Regions from separate parts of the Sus scrofa genome. Here region 2 is linked to region 1. Evidence: chromatin contacts called from public HiChIP or PLAC-seq data. All regions are on one chromosome and are shown on one strand. The core of a region is the stretch at or near the end of the contact, and the rest is flanking DNA. Distances in the headings are between cores, read along the strand shown.

What was found. HiChIP or PLAC-seq counts read pairs in DNA pulled down with a chosen protein or histone mark.
Region 2: an H3K27ac HiChIP or PLAC-seq map of alveolar macrophages shows a contact between it and region 1. The contact joins two enhancer-like sites. A contact is called at or near these places in 1 of 5 promoter capture datasets (liver), 17 of 47 Hi-C or Micro-C datasets (alveolar macrophages, blood, embryonic fibroblasts and 12 more) and 2 of 2 datasets of contacts at active chromatin or transcription factors (alveolar macrophages and skeletal muscle).

The regions. Positions count from the first base shown.
Region 1 is chr1:22,179,579-22,183,346 of Sscrofa11.1, reverse strand. No RefSeq gene overlaps it. Among named protein-coding and RNA genes, the nearest start is that of AIG1, 16 kb to the right of the region's middle. Within about 2 kb of position 2,041, at least 4 of the 83 cell types and tissues checked have an H3K27ac peak or open chromatin away from gene starts, as enhancers often do. A contact at or near this core is called in alveolar macrophages, where this site is marked.
Region 2 is chr1:22,477,642-22,480,928 of Sscrofa11.1, reverse strand. No RefSeq gene overlaps it. Among named protein-coding and RNA genes, the nearest start is that of HIVEP2, 240 kb to the right of the region's middle. Within about 2 kb of position 1,853, at least 7 of the 83 cell types and tissues checked have an H3K27ac peak or open chromatin away from gene starts, as enhancers often do. A contact at or near this core is called in alveolar macrophages, where this site is marked.

The sequences.
Region 1 (3,768 bases), core at 792-3,291:
GAACCCTTTCACTTTGTGATGCTATGGACTGCTTTAGGCTTATCTTGTGTATTGCCAGCCCCAGTCCGAGAAGCAGCCGTTTCTCCAAAAAACTTGGTTTCTTTTCCTGGAGAACAGAATCAGAAGCCAGGATCTGGACACTGAGCTTGTTTAGTACTTTACATTGTGTAATCGTGAATATATTTGCTCCCATTTTAATCTAGTTCTCATTATATATATATATATATATATATACACATATATATATAATATTTTAAATAATATATTAAATGAATATATATTTTTTCTCACTATATATTTATAAATACATATATTATACATATATATACATATGTATACATACATAAATTTAAGCCTATTCTTTTTTTGACCACACCTGCTGCATGATCTTATTCTTGGGCCATGGATCAAACCCATACCACAGCAGTGATGAAAGCCACAGCAGTGACAACACCAGATCCTTAACTGCTCTAAGCCTATTCTTTGTGTCCTGTTCTTGATATCAATAAAGCAAGGATGTTTCCAAACATGCATTAGGCTTCTTTTAATTTTTTTTTTTTTTTTTTTTTTTTTTGACGAGTAAGGGTAACATGTGGATACCTGACTATGGCAGAGACCTCGATAGCCTTCCTGAGGTCTACCTGAAGTTCCCAGACCCAGTCTTCCGGTCACCCTTTACAAGCCCTGTGAACTTGCCCAGGAAGAAGGAGATGCTCCACTCTGTCCTTCTGCATCACCTTAGTAAACCCGACCATGAAAAGGCACTTCTATTCTAGTTCTCTTCCTTTCCACCTCCCACTGGATAGACCCCAGACTCTGCCTCTGGCAAATACATTTTATATAGCAAAGTGGTAATTGCACAAAATACACTCTGATTTGAAGCTCCATTTTGTACCATTCCATTTTTAACACCGCTTTTGTGAAATGACAAAACAAAAAGAACAGATTTAAGAAACATGAGGAAAGTCATTCATTTTTATGCAGACATCGTAGGCGTTGTACAGTGACAGAGACCTCTGACTGGCATCAGAGCTAAAATTAGAACAGAGAAGTAGTGTAATGGCGAATCCATCAATCACATTAATAGCAAGTAACACACTAATCATTTATCTATTATTTATCGTATAGATAAGTGTATCCTGTCTAGACTACAGAAGCACTTAAGTACAAAGTTGTCAATAATTACAAATAGAGAATAACTTTCTTCAATAAAGATAGATATTAATCATAAATTAAAATGAGCAGAATATAAGGAAAAACACCTTTTCAATTGTGTTTATTGGCATAGCCTAGTCTATGACAGTTGTTAAAGGAATTATAGTTTATATTAGCTGCTGACTCTTGATTTTGAAAATTGGGTGAAAAAATACTTGTTCAGATTTTTAAATTAATTTAATTATTTAAAAATTAATTTAACTATTTAAAAATTAAATAAATGTACTTGCTAGAAAAAGGATCCCAAAATAAGTAGAATTTTTAATTTATTTAACCAGTGTTTTCGGTATTTTGAGATTTTTATCTGCTGTTCAGATTTTTACTATATCAATTTCATGTCCAATAAAAAGAACTAAAGCAAATAGTTCACCTTGATCAAATATACCAACCATGACTTCTCTAGCCTTAAACAAGGAAACATCACCATTACAAACAATCACTATTGTAATTTTGGTTAGTAAAAATCACAAAATGTAGTGTAGGATTTAACACATACTTAAAGTCAGGAAATTGCTTCCAAATACTTCCTAATTTTTTTTTCTCATTCAAAAACTGTTTCCCCTTTTTGCTGAGCTGTTCAGTTAAAAGAGTATTTCCTTTGGAGCGTGTGGCCAGTGGCTCACAGTGAGTCAGGGCAGGCAGGGAGAAGCCAGGGCTGACAGAAAGGCCATTCTGTCCCCTGGGAAAGCTGAACTGCGTTCTAAGGCTTATAGCCTGGGTTCAAGTTCATGGTCTTTACTCAGAGAAAGTTGATTGAGTACATCCCCAATGCCAGGAGCCATAGGGGCCCCTGGCAAGCATTACCTTCATCTAGGGAGTTTCCGGCTCATGTGTTGGAGGCCTGGGCTGAGAATGGAGATAGATCCATGATACAACACTGGTGTCTCACCAAAAGTGCAGGTCCCAGCAGGTGGTCCAGGAGTCTGTGCGTCCAGCATGGCTATAGCTGGTGGACTGGATTTCAGGAATAAGAATCAGTATCTGCAGGAGTGTTTTCCTGGAACAAAACAAGCTCCTGGTTTTCTGAGAGTATCCACATGGGTCATTTAACAAAGATCTTGAACTGGATTAAAGCAGAAGCCCAAATTTAGATTCAGAGGCACAAAGCAAGGGTGGTTTCAGTACAAGACCCCCTTTTAAGAACATGGCACTAAAGAGAGGTTGTGAGTACGAAGTCAGAGTTCAGCCAGAGACATTTCATCCTGGATAAGTAAAAAGCAAAGGGTCTGGGATTCAGTAAATTAGTTGCTGCAACAGAGCACCATGGAAAGCTTGTTCTTCGGGACTGCCTTGGTGCTTCAGCAGGAACCATTAAGTATGGAGTCAGTTTGATAATGATGGGACTAGAGGCAAAAACTGCTTTCTGCTGGACTAGAGCAGATTAAATATTGCCTGACTCAGGGATGGAATTGCTCTAGGAAATGTGAAGTCAGGAAATCTGGCCGGGGGAACTAGAAGTCTCAAGAGGCTCACATCTGGAGACATGACAACTAAACGTGACGTGTTATCCTGAATGGGATCCTGAGACAGAAAAAGGTCATTGGGTAGAAATGAAGAATATCTGAATAAAGTATGGACTTTAGTTAATTATAATGTGTCAATTGTACATGATTTGTTACAAATGAATCATAAAATAAGATGTTAACCATAAGAGAAACTGAGTCCTGGGGAACGAGCAATCCTCTGTACTAGCTTTGAAACTTTTCTTTAAATCTGAAGCAATGCAAAAATAAAGTTTAGTTTAAAAAAAAATCAAGCTTCTCATCATCTTCCTCTTTCTTCCATCTTTTTTTTTGGTAAACATTTTTTTCCTATTCAATGAGAAAACAGCAATTCTATTTTATTTTATCTGGATGTTTTTATTATCATACAACTCAAAATGTATTCTCAGTAATATGATATTGATGCACAGATTTTGTGTGTTTCATATACCAAAACCGGCCCATTTGTCTACCTGCTACTCTGTATTGTTTCAAGAAGAAACATATACTATGACTTTGGAGTTCTCTGATGGTTCGGCAGGGTAAGCATCCAGTGCTCTCACTGCTATGGCTTGGGTTGCTGATGGGGCACAGATTTGATCCCTGGCCTTGGCACATCCATCTGCCATAGGCACGCTCTTCCCCCAGTATACTCTGACTTCAAATGTAATCATTCATTTGAAAAAATACTTTTGTTAATTTGGAAAAGTGCATTTTAAGAACAGTATCATTGAAAACCAGTTGATTTTGTTAATAAAGATTAGTTTTTAATTAGAACTTGGAATCACTCTAAATTCAATTTACTTCCTCACTTCTTTCCTTCATCTCTCCCTTTCATTTTTCTCTCCCCCATCCTTCTTTCTGTTCTTTCTTTCCCTCACTCTCATTTTTTTTTAATTTTTCATTTTAATAGGTTTGAAGTCTTTACTTAGATCTTCTTTGGATTCCTCCACATTCTAACACTATTTATCAACTCCCTGTGAATTAGTAACCTGGATATATGTACTTTGAAATATTTTGTTAAAATCTGCAATCGTATTTGATAAATATAAACATCTAGTTCAGTCCTATC
Region 2 (3,287 bases), core at 604-3,103, 300 kb before region 1:
TAGGTTTTTCTAGGTCCATCTAAGAAAATCATGTATCCTGGTCCTGGGGGTATAAAGAAATTTACAACTGAAATTTGGAGTGGGTTGTGGGGAGATAGGAGAGTGAATTATAAGGCCTGTTAGTGGATGACCCAAGTAGAGTAGAGCCTCTTGTTTAGGGTTCCAGAAGTGAAAGACCAGAGTCTGACTGCATTGGAGCACCAAGTGGCGAGGGGTGGGGGGGCAGTCTGATATCAAGCATCCAAATAAACAGGGTTTAATGATGCCGAGGATGCTACTGAAGGTCTGGCTCTAAGTCTTGGCATTTGTTTCTTTTCTTTCCTTTTTAATCTTTGGCCACCCCGTGGCACATGGAGTTCCCAGTCCAGGAGTCAGATCCGAGCTCAAGCTGTAGTTGCAACCTAAACCACAGCCACAGCAATGCTGGATCATTAACCCACTGTGCTGGGCTAAGGATGGACCCATGACCCAGGGATCCCAAGACGCTGCTGATTCCATTGTGCCACAGCAGGAGCTCCAGCATGTCTTGGCATGTAGAAATGAGGAATGTTCAGGATTGCCTTCAAGAACAAATTACTGAAGCCAAAATATGTGTCAGTTGAGGGTGAATATTCCTCACTTTCAAGCCATCCCTAAGCAACCTATATTTGTTCCTTATGTGCCGGGACCGGTGCTGGTATTTGCCCTTAAAATCACAGCCTGAGTTCTGCAGAGGAAGAGGATCAGCTGCATCGCAGGGACAACTTCCTCCTCCTTCTCCCAGGGATGTCTGTCAGAGGTTGTTTGTAATCAAGCCCTAAAAATCTATGCCACACAGCTGCACCGTCTGTGATGGCATGTACGTCAATGAGAAGAATTCATGATTTAGGAATGCATCTGAACTGTTTTGCTTCCCCACGCCCTAGTCAGATGTAGGCTTGTTTTGGTCCTCTACAGAGTTATAAATAAAGAGCCAGCTCTGAAGATTTGCTGAAGCAAACCCAGGGCTGAAGGAGCAACCCTTCTTAATTGACCTGACTTACACAGTGTTTTTGGCATATGGTTTTGCTCTCCCCAGGCAAAGCAAATTCCTATAAAAATAGACACATAATATTGGCCCTCACTTGAGAGTGAGGGCATGTGAGCCACAAAAGGGATATTAAGAATCTTTTTGCCCTGGACTTTCATCTTAGAGATGAGGAGTGCCAGAGGTCATAGAGCTATGTGATGGAAGTCCTCGACTCGGATTCTTTTTTATTTCAGAAGCAAACCTAATTAGATTCAACACCTTGGAAACCAGAAATTTGTTTTATTGCTAAGTATAGACAGCGGTCTCTGTTGCATGATTATATACTTAGACTAGGCGAGAGAGCAAAACGGATGGTGTTCTGCACCCCAGAGTAATCAGTGCCTCACAGGGCTGCCCCCAGGATCCCCAGAGCCCATCTTGGGGCACTCCTGATTGGTATCCCATACTCAGGATCAATCTCTCCATCCTCTTGCCCATCAGCAAGGTTCCCTATTATGCTATTTATTATCAGAGTCCTGACAGGTGATAATTGGTCTGACAAACCCATTCACCACAAGATGTTCATATATTGAGAGCATCCTAATGAAAGCAAATTTGTAAAATATTTGCCTACCAAATAACACACCAAAAAATAGTGGCCAACATGTTTTGAGTGTGAAGAGCTAGGCATTTTAAATATATCATCTCATTTAATCCCGACAACTCTGTAAGACTGACCTCGTGTTTTTCCCATTTTGGGGTTGAGGAAGTTGAGGTTTGGAGTGGTTGCTCAACATCATACTATTAGTAAGTGACAGTATTGGGATTTGAACCCAGGCTATTTGAATTCGAAAGCCTATGGATTTCACCACAGTGCCTGGAATGCAACTACTTCGAGAATTGTGACTGATACAAATGACAGCACCATCACAAACAATGATAATTGCATGCCAACTATAATACACTTCCCCAAAGTTACAGAGGGTCATCTTTCTGATCCAATCCCATTTCAATAGCCTTCATGTTGAGAGTTGAACTAAACTACTTTATAATATTACTGTCCTGGCATCCGTTTATGTGTGGTCAAGTGGATTGGAGGGGCTTGAACTGACCCTAGCCCCTCCCACTGGCATCCCCTAGACAATAACCCACAGAGTTACAAGTAAATGAAGGTTCCTGCCATGACTTCTCCAAACACCTTTGTCATAAATAGTCTCCCCTGCCTTCCAGGGCCTTCTTATTAAACAGCGCTTAGATAACAGCCCCATAAAGCTTATGAAAACCTGCTCTTTTTGTATTGAATTGACCAAACTGGCCTTAGCCTGAAAAACTCAAAGTGAACCACCCTTAAACCTTAATAAAGGCATGTGCCCCAGGTCCTGCCAGCTTTCTGCCCACACTCAGCCTTGACCTCCCACTGTGGCCCCTGCAGGCATGCCACGTACCTCCTCCAGGACCTGTGAGTAATGAACTTCTCTATTTCAATTCCTTTGTGGTCTTCTGTTGAACCTGTGGCTCAGACATCATTCGACACCTTAGGGCTCTTTTTAACAAATGTTCATTGAACAGCCACTGCACTTGACATTGCATCCTATCAGCAGCTTTCTCATATCTCTGTCCATTAGTACCCTAATAATTGCAGTCAACATAACAAATAACAGCCAGTAAAGACCCTCTCTGATGGTGAAGCTGCCTCCACCCTTCCAAGACGAGGAGTTGTGATTTCTCTTTTCTGTGCTTTGATTTCACTCATAGTATCGTCATCATTGTCATTACTGTTCTGATTCCTCCCTCAAGACTCTGTCCAAACTCCTCCTGCCCCTGGAAATGTTCTCTGTTAGAGTAAGTAGCTGGAGAGGGGAGGGCTGCGAACTCACCAGAAACCACTCCGAGGACCCATCCCCCTCAACTTCCCCTTTCCTCGCTGCTAGCCCTATCTCTGCTCTTCAGCTTCCTCATCTGCAACATGAGAAGGTGTGCTGGGGAAACGAGCACAGCACTTTACATTTTACTTTTAATGAAGAGGATGGTCACCTCTGGGCCCAGATGCTCACTGTTGGCCTTTCTAGCTTGGAAGAAGGGGAAGGACCCATTACGTCAGCCTCCCCAAGACAGACACAGCCACCATGGCACCACCACACTGCCTGGTAGGGGGTGTTTTTCATCGTCTCTAACCATCTCTGAGCTTCTGCAGCTGCCTACAAGTTCTTTAATCCAATCAGAGCCACACTGTCCTGTTTCTGGTATCATCACACTCAGATTGCCAGACACAGGATATTCATCCCTTCTGAGAAACTCA